2 separate regions of the Capsicum annuum genome follow, and region 1 is linked to region 2. The links are chromatin contacts, called in public Hi-C maps. All regions are on one chromosome and are shown on one strand. Each heading gives the region's core, a stretch centred on a gene start, on an enhancer-like site or on the middle of the called end of the contact. The rest is flanking DNA. Distances are from core to core; before and after follow the strand shown.

Region 1 (7,000 bases), core at 1,392-3,891, 58 kb before region 2:
ATTCCTTAGCCTGTAAATATCACACGGGTCAGGTTTTAACCAATTCCTGACTTTTCTCCAGGAGGAGTTGGTTACTCCTAGCGTTAGAAGTTTGGCCCTCTTTGCTTTTCCTTCTTCTGGACGACTGAAAAAGCAAAGCAATTTGTAGTTTTGAGTCACTTGATCAAACCCCAGGGTACTCAAATTTGTACGATAATAGTCTCTGTGGCAATGCTTGTATCTCCCTTGTGGTGACATTGTATAAATAAAGTTGACAGTCTTTATAGCTATACAAGCAAAAACAAGGCCATTGCAATGATTTCTGCAAATAGTCATCTCCCGAGCATCGCAAAAATAATCAAGTTGTAACGAAAATCCTACCGATTCACGTGTTTCTGCATCACGGCATGGTTCATCAATATTAGGATTTGTTTTGAGTAGTTGAAACAAGATTCGGGTGGCTGAGGGGCGGTCTTTAGAACGAGCATAGTGGGGACCGGGCAAAGGTGGGGTGTTTTATCTGAGTATTCCAAGCTTTAGAAACACACTTGAATCGCATGAGGGACTTAGCAAGGAGATATGTTAAGATCTCCATTACTATGTCATCGGAGCAACACTAGCATAGGGCTAGGGCTTTTCAATACTCAGGCAGTGTTGAACAAGTGGACGTTACGTATTTTTTTATAGGCAGATTTAGACGCTGAAGAGGGCTCGTCTTCTACCAGCATAATCTAACCTAATCATGATCCATTTAGGTTTGAGCCACACATATAATTTTTATATCACAAAACACCCTTACTGTCAGAATTGGGATTACAAGGGGAAATTACCAAACTATGCTATTTTAAGAAAATATTTACCATCTATACTAATAGAATTTTTTTAACCAAATACAGCAATTAGCAATGTGAATTGTCCATAACTGCAGATTTGTCGAGCTTATGGTGATTGTTTACATAATCTAAACCGGTAAAGTGTCAAGCTTATTTGTGATTGCTTGACCTTACAAAAGTAATACTTTTATGTGATCAGTTTCAGTACTCGCGCTTACTGGCTGTTGTTGTGATGATTTTTCCTGCTTTTGGGGCTCTTATTTGTTTTTTGAAAAGATACTAAGTTTGCTGATCTTTTAATTCTTTAATCTGCCAAATAACATGCTTTGATTTACTAGATATAATGGCTATATCTCTTTGTCTATGGGCTTTATGTTGAAGAACAAATTGTGAAGAAGGGATGAATGATTTACTAGGTGATTCCGATGAGTATTTCACTCTTGGAAGTACCATAATCCACATGGTCCTGCTAGAATGTGTCATATGGTCCAATGTGGAAACTTCTATTTTATATGTTCTTCTGTCAACGATGAATGGGGAATTGAGTGGTTTAGATACTCTGTTCACTCAGTTAGCAGTATCCTGTAAATCATGAGGTACTCAAGTAAGAATTCTTCACCGTTTCATCCAACTTATCTTGGTGAAATTGCTATTGTCTTTCAACCTTCTGGATTTGTTTGTTGCTTATTGAGTAGCATTTTGATTTTGGGATGTGCAAATGCTGTGAGATCATCTGTTGTCTCTATTTTAGAATATTAACTGATCATGCACCTATTTAATATACGCTATTTTACAGGTCACCAAGTTTAAAGTGATAATCTGATGCAAGTATGGGAAAACTATTAAAGAGATAGTTAAAACGTTAGTTTGATAAAGAAAGCACTTACCAACACATCAAATTTCAGAAGTTAAATAGTTCATTAATTTGAATGGTGTCAAACATTTTGGCACGTCTTAAAATGGGGAAAATGTCATATAAGATGGAATGGAGGGAGTAATGTTAGACGAAGGATCTCATATGTGCAAACCCTGTGGTCTTCTGCTTGCTGTATTATTAGAAAAGAGAAGCATCCCCTGTGATATGACTGCCATCTTAAACATCAGGGAGAAGGGCTAGCTGTATTATCTAGAGCAGCAGTGGTAGCCAGTAAGGACAATGTTCTTCTTAACATGTTTATTCCAAGAGGGCTGCATCTCGTCGTACCTTATCATGGAAACTCCATTATCAATGTCGTCTGGGCCAGTTACCCCAACTAGACTAACCATTTGACTTCTGACAATGAGAGGAAGAGAAGCCCTCTTGAGTTAGAGATCGGACTCGCCTTCTTACTATTTTACAGCCTCTTCTGTGTTCTCAATCGGAATAGTCAGGCCAACGATCTTTTTCTTTTATTAGGAACCGAATCCGAGTGCATCTAGCTAATGAAGTCACACTCAAAGAGGCCTCGACAGGTGTGTGTGCCCTGATTGAGGAGATAAGTTTCCGTTAGTGACTTTGAAAGTAGCAAGTCTTAGTGAGTACTACTTGCTACTGAGTTGTTAAGAATTAGAAGAAACACTAACTGTAACTGGAAGTGATATAGAGGAGGAAGAAGTTGTGTATCTAACATGATTGAGACAAGTCACCCAATAGTTAAAATACTTCAAATGCAATAAAGTTTTCAAGAGGCGTAGTCTCCTTGATAACAAAAGATGGAACGGCACAACTTGCAATTCGTGGTCAATATGAAAACTCAAAGCCCAAATTCTTGGTCATGATTCTTGTAGGTTTCCAATGTTTTGTCTTGTCTGCCCTGTCATCCTTGTGACCTGGCATACCTTTCTAATTCAATGGGGGCTATCCTATATGACTAGAGTTTGATAACAAACCTCACCCTAACTCGAGGACTAGCAATCAGCCTGTGTTTTCTCCCAGACTTGGTTGACGTCTTGCTTCCTATAAGGGTGGACAGCTAGAAGAGTGCTTTCAGCTGAAAAGCCAATACCTTGGACTAAAGATCCTTCGATTCACATCTTTGTTAGAACAATAATGATAATTGTACAAGAAATTCAAAATAAACTTGCTTGGCTTAGAGACACGATAATACGTTTCTTGAAGATAGTTGAAGTCTCTCCCACGAACAAACGGAAGAATTAGTAACAACTCTATCTTCGGGATTCAACTAAGCCACAAAACAAATAGCATTCAAGAATGCTTCTCTTCTATTTTTGAATTGGTGATTTCACCTTTTGATCAATATCTCTCAAATGTTTTTTAAGGGAAAAGTAACTTTTTTTTTTAGTGCTTGTCTTTTCAAACAAAAGAAATACTATTTATAGGGTAAAATTTTCATGCAAGAGAAAAGTATTAATTAATTAATAGTAAATAGATTCATGAATACTTTAAAACAAAAAGTAACTTTCTTTCAAGAACCTAAAACGTATAATTTAAAGAAGAATGAATTTGAAGAACGAATTTGTCAAATTCATGTTCTTTGTAACTCCATACTTTTAACTAATACATTTGTTTCAAAAATTAATTGAAACATAACTCAAAATCTTTAACCGATGTATTTGTTTCAAAATTTATTGAAACACAACCTTTAACAATAACAATCCCCCACTTGTTTCAAGAAATTTTATCTTTAAAAACAAAATTCATTTGAGACATCAATCTAGCAACATGCATCAATAATGGTGTCTTTTGGGCTTGAACCATTAGCTAGTGAAGACTTTCTAAATCATTGACTACTTAGTGAACAAATCTTGAACTAAGTGGTTCATTAAATGAAGTAGAAAAATACTCCACGCATATTGCTATGTTCCGATGAAAATCAAAATCCTTTGACACCTTACGGTCATGTGTTCTGAATCCTTTTAGCTAAGTGCTTTAAGATTTCCCTATTAAAATCTTATTGAAGCGGCCTCCACTTCGCACTTAGTGCGGTGAATTCATCAAGAGTAACTTTGCATACTCCGACTAAATAGTCTATGAATTTCATTAAGAGAAATTAATCTCATCCTCCTTTATAGCAAAGTATCAGTAAATCTATCAAGAGTGTTTCTATTATTTACTCCAACCGAGATCGGTCTTATAGATTTATCAAGAGAAAAAATCTCAACTTATGCACATCTACTCACTCTCTAGGGAAAAAGAAAATTTTATAGATGTGCTTCACAATCGTAACTTTACTTGTTTTTTTTTCCTTTGAACCCAAGATTACATCATTAGGTAGAGTTTCCATAAAGTACAATCAATCTACAACAGACTTTATTCCAATCCCATTATAAGTTTGTATCACCAATTCTTTGCCTAACCCTTTAGACAAAGGATCTGCTAAATTGAGTTTGGACTTCACATATTGAAGCGATATTATGCCATCCTCCAATAATCTTCTCACATGATTGTGTTTGAGACGAACTTGTCTTGACTTGCCATTGTAACAATCACTTCAAGCCCGAAATATAGCAGCTTTGTTATCACAATAGATAGTCAAAGGTGGTATTGGTTTACTCCATAATGGAATATCTATCAGTATACTCCGCACCCAGTCAGCTTTTTCTCCCGCAGAAGACATAGCTATAAATTCTGACTTCATAGTTGAGTGAGTAATACATGTTTACTTCTTTGATCTCCAATATATTGCTGCTCCAGCTAAAGTGAAAATCCAAGCAGTAATAGATTTAGAGTTATTCGGATCAGAATTCCAAGTGGCATCATTATAGCCTTCAAGAACTGCTGAAAAGGTAGAATAATGCAAGCCAACATTAATTGTACCCTTCAGATACCTTAAAACACAAATTAAGACATTTTAATGCTCAACACCAGGGCTACCAGTAGACTTCCTCAAAGTTTCTACTGCATAACCAATATCTGGCCTGGTACAATGCATTTCATACATAAGACTCCCAATAATTTGAGAATATGTCAATTGATCAAGAATATCATCAGAGCTTCGCACTAGTTTGATGCTAGGATCAAATGGTGTAGAAGTAGGCTTGTCATCAAAATGACCAAACCTTTTTAGAACCTTCTCAATATAACTTGATTGAGTAAGAGTCAAACCATTTGCTGATCTTACAATTTTGATGCCTAAAATTACATCAGTTTCCCCAAGATCTTTCATTTCAAACTGAGAAGAAAGAAAATATTTTGTTTCTTTAACTTTTTTTATATCAGTTCCAAAGATCAACATATCATCTACATAAAGACATATTATAACACCAGAATTTTCTTAAAATTTACTAAATATGCAGCTATCTCCATCATTAATTAAGTAGCCATTAGAAATCATAACTTTTCTAAATTTATCGTGCCATTGTTTTGGAGCTTGTTTTAATCCATAAAGAGATTTAAGAAGCTTACAAACTTTATGTTCTTGACCAGGATTGACAACTCTGTTTGGTCGTTTCATGTAGACTTCTTCGTCTAGATCTCTATTCAGAAATGCGGTCTTTACATCCATCTGATGAATCGCAAGACCATGAATTACTGCTAGAGCAATCAAGAGACGAATAGAGGTCATCCGAACAACAGGTGAAAAAGTATCAAAATAATCAATATCTTTCAATTGAGTAAAGCCTTTAGCTACCAAGCATGCTTTGTACTTATCTAAAGTACCATCGAATTTCATTTTCTTCCTAAAAATTCACCGGCAACCAATTGGTTTACATCCAGGAGGAAGATCTGATAATATCCATATATTATTAGACAGTATAGAATTCATTTTATCATCAATGGCTTCATGCCAAAAAGGAGCATTATGTGAAGACACAACTTCAGCATAACTTTTAGGATCCTTTTCAACCAAATAAACTTAAAAATCAGGTCCAAGTTTTTTGATTTGGCTGATCTTGAACTACGTCTTGGTTGACTTTCTTCCAATGGCTCAACTATTTACCTTTTAAGAGGAGAAATAGAAGAACTTGCATCTTGTTTAAAAGAATCTTTTCTCTTGGTAAATATATGCTAAAAAAATTTAGCATGTAAAGATTCAATAATTGTGTGAGGACTTGGGGTCTCAAGATTTAAAAATCTATAAGCCTTACTGGTTTGTGAATAACATATAAACACACAATCTACTCCTCTATATTCAATCTTAGTTAAATGTTGATTCAGTAATCGAACATGAGCCAAGCAACCCCATACTTTAAAATAATTTATATTTGGTTTTTGATTATTCCAAAGTTCATATGGAGATGCATGATGATTCCTGAAAGTAATTCTATTCAAAATATGACATGTTGAAAGTAAGGCTTCAGTCCATAAATTTTCAGACATACCAGATCTATAAAGCATAGAATTAACCATTTCTATGAAAGACCTATTTTTTTCTTTCTGCTACACCACTTTGTTGTGGTGTATAGGACATGGTCAATTATTTTTCAATGCATTCTTTTTCACTAAAATCAATAAAATCTGACTTTAAGTACTCTCCACCTCTATCAGACCTAATTGATTTAATTTTCAAACTCAATTTATCTTCAACTTCTGCTTTATATGTTTTGAAAGTCTCAAATGTTTCATCTTTTGTTTTCAATGAAAAAACATAAGTATATCTTGAGTAGTCATCAATAAAAGTGATAAAATGTCTTTTTTCATGACGTGACAAACAATTCACCTCATAAATACCAGTGTGGATTAATTGGAAAAGTGTGGAAGTCCTTTCAACTGTCTTAAAGGGCTTCTTTATAATCTTGCATTTACTACAAGTAAGACGCTTAGTAGTATGATTCTTTCCACAATCTTTAATTAATCCATTATTCACCACAAGTTGAATGGATCTAAAATTCATATGTCCAAGACGTTCATGCCTTAAGTCCAGAGACTCCACAAGATAAGCAGAAATATTTTCATTTTCAATATTGAGTTTAAACATTACATTTGCAACATAACCTTTTCCAACAAACATGTCATTTTTAGATAAAATAAACTTATCTGCCTCAAAAACCATTTTAAAATCATGCTTCGAAAGAAGTGTACCTTACACCAAGTTCTTTCGAATATCAGGAACATGCAATTCGTCCATCAATATAACTATCTTTCCGGAAGTAAATTTCAGTTCAACATTTCCTTTTACCACAACTTTAGTAGAGGAGGAGTTTCCCATATATACATTTTACCGTCCCCCACTAATTCATAAGTCTTGAAAGAATTTCGGTTACCTGATATGTGATGAGTTGCGCCGGTATCTATCCACCAGTCCACT
Region 2 (6,140 bases), core at 523-3,022:
TTGTTATGAATAATTAAGTTACTACATTTTGTTTTATGAATATTGTTGGTGTGATTTTGTTTAACAAACATCTGTCCATCACTTGAAAATCTAATTATTGTTTTGCATAACTAAATTATCAAGGCTAACAATTCAAACAAAGATAATGCTTATTAATTAGTTACTATCAATTTTCTTTGTGTTTGTTTTACATTCATACATATAATTTAAGCAAAAATTCATATAATGATTAATGAACAATGATCTTTACTTTGATAAAGAATAATGACACCAAAAATAATAGTAAATAATAGCAAAAAAATAACCAAAAGATGAAAAAGAATGATTGAATTTTGTTATGTAAGTCAAAATCAACTTGCAAATATATAATCATTCTACAATTTTATATCCTTATTTTTATTCATTCCGACTCAATGTTTATCAAATGTTTAAATTTAGAATTCGTACATTTAAGGACAAAATCATTTTTTTTTTTGTTACAATTATCACTCCAAATTAATTGTTTCCTTGAACAATGCATTGATTTAAAATTTATAAGTCTTGATACTTTTAGTTTTCATTTTTTAGATTATGAAAATCTTATTTATATACATAATTTAATTGAGAACAAAAAATATGAGTTTGATGCATAATCAGTCCTTTGAACTAATTATGACATTTTATATTCTCGATTTGACTGTTGTTCCAATTGAACACCTAAACGCTTAGTAAATGTTTTAATCATATTTTTTTGTATGTGCATGTTCTTCACTATTAGATAATTAAGTTAACTACATGAAATGTGGCATTTCATTTACTTGTAGGTGTTTGCATCAATAATAGACGAATAAAAATACATACAAAGATTAAAATCGAAATTGTCGAATTGAAACATTTATTAGGTATTGAAGTGTTCAATTTAACACGACTTAACTCGAGTGTCTATATAAAATATACCTTAACAAATTTAAGACACTGACTATGTATTAAACAAAAAATAAGAACTCTGAAAAAGTCATTTGATAGTCAGGATATGATAAACAAGGATATCCCATAAATTATTTCATTCCACCATGATAATCCCCCTACCCCAAATCAGTTAGGGGTCCTTTGGTAAACCGAATGAAATAAGTATGAATATTTCATGGGATTATTTTATATCACCCTATATATACACGCGGAATAAAATAGTTTCAAAATTAGTTCATACCACTTCATACCAAACAAAGAATTAAATTAATCCTATTTTTATATCAAAACTATTTTCCTTATCTGATATATCAAACGATCTCTCAATACCTCAAATCAAATACAACTTAAAACTAATCAAAAATTCTATTCCAAAATCATTATCTTTATCCCATGAACCAACTAACCCCAAGAAACAAGAGAGATGCTAAAACCGATATTCCATAAAATTATTTTATCCCGTCATAATAATTTTATCATCCTAAAATTAACTAACATCTCAAATTAAACATAAAGCTAAAATTAATCCAAAACTATATTCTGAAATCATTGAAATTGAGTCGAGCATTATGAGCTATCACATTCAATTTTCAACAAAAACAAATATTAATTAATTTATTTCTAATAGGAGATTATAAATATCTCTTGAAAATAACCTCCATGCACATAAATTAATTCAAATATCATAATTATAAAAAAAAATAAAAAATTATTAAGTAGTATCTTTTATCTCATGTAGCAATGAACCCTAGGAAACAAAGTGAAAGCAAAGCAGAGGGCCCAAGTAAAAACCGACTCGAATAGAAAGAAGACGAAGCAACATAACAAAACTCAATTTGTGTTTGGGTGTATCTATATAACCTCCTCCTTCCCCAGGGTTAGAAGTACTAGCTTAACCAATTTCACACACAAAAAAGCCTATAAAGGAGCCCCCTATATACACCCCCTACCTCCGCTTTTACCTTCACCTCTTCCTTCTCACCATCTTCTCTTTCTTCGCTTTGGGGTTTTCCTTCTTATTCTTCTCTCTATAAACCCTATTTTTCTCTCTCTTTCTGTACAGTCTCTATTAACACTCTTTCTGGATGATTCAGGTATCGATTTTGATCGATTTCATGATTTTTCCCTTTTTTATTTATGTATTTGAATGTGTGGATTTTTTCTGATTTTTTTGGGGCTGATTTGTGTTTTTTTTGGATTTGTGTTGTGGTTCAGTGAATAGTTACAAGGAGATATGACGACGTTAAGATCGAGTTTGCCGTCGAGGTTACGGCAACTTCTATCCAGCGAAGGAGCTATTGGTCCATCTATTAAACTAGACTCTGAACCTGTACGTGCTACTCATTTTTGTCTTTTTACTCATTGCTTACTTTTTATTTTTATATTTGGTTGCTGCTCTGTGTTGTTTAGGGTTTTGGTGTTGTCGAACAGATTGTTTCGTAAAGGGATTTTTTTTCCCGGTAGGGTTTTGTGTTAATGAACAGCTTGTTTCGTAAAGGAATGGGTTTTTTTTCGTAGGGTTTTGGGAATTATTTCACAAAGTGCATTTTTTTTGGGAGTGTTGTTTTGTTTGAGGCGAGGAATGTCTGCTGTTGTGGTCTCGTGGTTAATGGGGGTGGGTTGAGCACCATGAGATTTCGGGTTCAAATCTTGACAGAGGCAAACATTAGGTGATTTGTTCCAGTACGTTCTAGCCTTGGTGGACAAAGTTACCTTATACTTGTTACGTGGAAATAGTTGGGGTACGTCCGGCACCACACTCGTAAAAAAAGTGTGTTGGTTAGGATTTTGTATTTATAGGAACCACTTGTTTATGAAAGGGACAATTTTTTCCCTTCGGTTTTTTGGAATTACTTCACATTGTGCTTTTTTTCGTATTGGTGTTGTGTTTGAGGCGTGCAATGTGTGTTGTTGTGGCTTAGTGGCCAATGACATAGGTTGAGCACCCGGAGGTGTCAGGTTCAAATCCCATTAGAGACGAGACACTAGGTGATTTATATTCCTTTCTGTTCTAGAAAATCTTGGTGGACATAGTTACGTGATATTTGTTCCGTGGAATTAGTCATGGAAATGTGTGTTGTTAGGGTTTTGTCTTACCGGGGAGTTGTCTTCTTTTGTATCTTAGGGTTTAGTTTTGATTGGAAATCATATTTCACAATGTACCTTTTTTCTATTTGGTTTATTGTTTTTAACTGCTTATGCTATCTATGTTTATATACTTCTATTATCAGTCATCTGCCAGCTTTTTTCCTTTGCATTTTATGCTTTTTCATGATTGGCATGTGGAAATTCTATGTCACAGGCGTATTGATACCATCTGGTCTGAAGTTTAATATGTACTTATGCCATGTGATCTTTAAAATAAGTCTCATTGTTATGATCATTAACATGTGATCTTTAGACCTCTTTTTTGAAACTGCAAAGAGGTTCTAAAAATCACAAGCTAATGATCATAATAATTAGACTCAATTGTAGTAATATCCAATCAGCAAGCTCTTGGATTAGAACTTCATAGTGAATTTGCTGGAAATAATTACCTAATACGAGGCTGAAATTGGAGGACTCTGGGATTAGATATGACATGAGTTGGTATGACATTTGTCGATTAAAACCGTATAATGTACATGTGTGATCCTTAAATATATTAAATCTCAAAATATAAAAGATGCATTCTTCTCGGCCTCCTTTAGGGAGTTGGAGCTATCTGATGTTTACAGTAAACTAGCTTTGCTCTATCTTGTATTCATTTTTGAGATTTCATTCAGTTTTAACACAAACTAAACTGAGACCTGTCCATGAAAAGGATAGTTTCAAACTGACAGTTGTAATACTATTAGTTTGCCGGCATGCATTTGTTTGTTGAAATTCAATTTCAGTAATATTTTTGTCTGTCCTTTACTTTCCCTTTTACTTCTCAATACTCGAGTCCAAACTAGTTGGTTCAACAAAATGACTTGCTATTTTCTTTTTTCTCTACTCGGGCCAGTCAGTTTCATTCTGATAATGGCAGATATCAACAAGATTATACTTAGTATCCGGTTTAGCTTTCGAGCCAATTCATTTTCAGTCAACAATGGTAATGGTCAATCATCTTTTAAGTCAAATAGGAGCTAAAACTAGAGGCTCTTTGATTTCAAACTTGTCCCCGCACTAAGATTCAAGTCTAACTAGCAATTTTGGCAACATCTGAGCTAATGTAAACTTGACAAAGCAAAGACTTAATTCTATACGGGTGACTGCACAAGTTTTTTGGGCAGTCTATTTTTTGTATATACAATATATTTTACATTATTCCCCCAACAAAATACAGACTTAATCCTGACCCCAACAAAATACAGACTTAATCCTGATTAGGTGGGTACCGGTAACATGTGTTCTTTGCTTCTACTATGATTTGCTTCTGTTTAAGTTCCTGTTGTTTCCAAGAAATTGTTGGGTTTTTGGGACAAGTTTCATCCATTCTGATTTTAAGGCTCTTCTGTGGTGTCTTCAATTATCATTCTGTGGAACATATGCACATATCGGCCATTCATATATTTTTTTTTGAAACTGGTAATACTGTATTCCTCAGCCTTTAGGATATGCTGGTGACCTCCATAAAAGGCTGTAACAAGCCAAAACAGGAGTATGCAGTAAACCTTAGAGATCTATCACATGTTCAGCATCTTCTATACATTGTTCTTTACACCAAAATAGGAAGTTGCGATACAACTCCCTTTGATTTTCTGAAAGCTGTTGAATCCATATGGGCCATTCATTTGGAGGACTACCTAGACTATGTCCAAACAATCACGGGCAAAGCTTATTATTTATCCTTTTTATGCACACCTCTTCTCTAAGTTGTGTCCAATCTTGTACCAGTGCACAATTGCATTTTCCACGACGATCATTGAATATGATCGTGATTCTCTTCCTCGGTTCTTTTCAATCGGTGTTCTCATATGTAGCTGAAGATGCTGGTGTTTTGAGGATTGTCGTTTATCATGTTGGAAAGTGTTGTGTTGTGGATCTAATGTATTCTCTGCGTGTTTTATGTTTCTAGCTTTGCCGTGTCCCTTAACATGAGGGAACAACCATACTTATCAAAAGAAAACAAAAAAATCAGGAAATATCATAGTATATGGCACCTTTTTACATTTTGTTTGGATGAACTGTGGTTATTCTCGTAGGAGTAATTCTCAAGTTTGTGGGAGCCATCTAATCATCTTTTCATGGATCTAGTAATGTACAATGATTTAATCATATGCAAAGAAAAAATAAAGAAATAAATCATCTGATTAGTGTCTTGATTTCTGCTGCTTGAAAGTGCCCGGACTTCTACTTTTCGCTACTATCCTCTTTTGTAGTAGATGGTATTTTTATCTTTCGTGCTTATTTCTTTCTTTTTAAAGTTCTCCCTATTAACTGGTATAATCTTATTGTGCATTTATCCACATCAGCCCCCCAGAATAAAAGCCTTTATTGACAAGGTCATCCAGTGTCCATTACAAGATATAGCAATACCTCTTTCTGGTTTCCGCTGGGAGTATGGCAAGGTGAATACATTTACCTTTTCTTATCCTGCCGCGGCCTTTATACTTCAGACTTTGGCTTACCTGACCTTCTCTTTTCAGGGAAATTTTCATCACTGGAGACCATTGTTTCTACATTTTGATGCATATTTCAAGACGTACTTATGTAGTAGGAAAGATCTCGTCTTGTGTGATAACATATTAGGAGATGATAGCCCTTTCCCCAAGCAAGCAGTTCTACAGATTTTACGTGTGATGCAGATCATACTAGAAAATTGCCATAACAAGGGTTCATTTAGTGGCTTGGAGGTAAGCTGAAGATGCTAAAACTTTCTGCCCCTTTTTGAATGAATGTCTGTAACAAGAATGCACATGTACTGATGATGTCCAAATTTATTTACTTTGAACCTGGCAGCATTTCAAGCTTTTGCTGGCTTCAACAGATCCTGAGATCCTCATTGCAACTTTAGAGACTCTTGCTGTATTAGTAAAAATAAATCCTTCGAAGCTACATGCAAGTGGTAAATTGGTTGGGTGTGGTGCTATAAATAGTTGTCTACTGTCACTTGCGCAGGGATGGGGAAGCAAGGAAGAAGGTCTGGGCTTGTATTATTGTGTTACTGTAAACGAAAGAAGTCAGGATGAAGGCCTATCTTTGTTTCCATCCAGTGTGGAAAATGA

Evidence for each region. A called contact is a pair of places that touch in the nucleus more often than the background predicts.
Region 1: a Hi-C map of pericarp shows a contact between it and region 2, with 4 times the contacts expected there. The contact joins the enhancer-like site here to the promoter of LOC107854474 in region 2. A contact is called at or near these places in 4 of 5 Hi-C or Micro-C datasets (bud, leaf, pericarp and 1 more).

What each region holds. Positions count from the first base shown.
Region 1 is chr4:216,214,627-216,221,626 of UCD10Xv1.1, reverse strand. No RefSeq gene overlaps it. Among protein-coding and RNA genes, the nearest start is that of LOC107854471, 26 kb to the left of the region's middle. Within about 2 kb of position 2,641, at least 2 of the 5 cell types and tissues checked have an H3K27ac peak or open chromatin away from gene starts, as enhancers often do. A contact at or near this core is called in leaf and pericarp, where this site is marked.
Region 2 is chr4:216,157,033-216,163,172 of UCD10Xv1.1, reverse strand. LOC107854474 (E3 ubiquitin-protein ligase UPL1) reads left to right here and starts at 1,772. Exons shown (of 17, transcript XM_016699481.2): 1 at 1,772-2,042; 2 at 2,164-2,278; 3 at 5,388-5,483; 4 at 5,562-5,768; 5 at 5,875-6,140. The coding sequence starts at 2,183.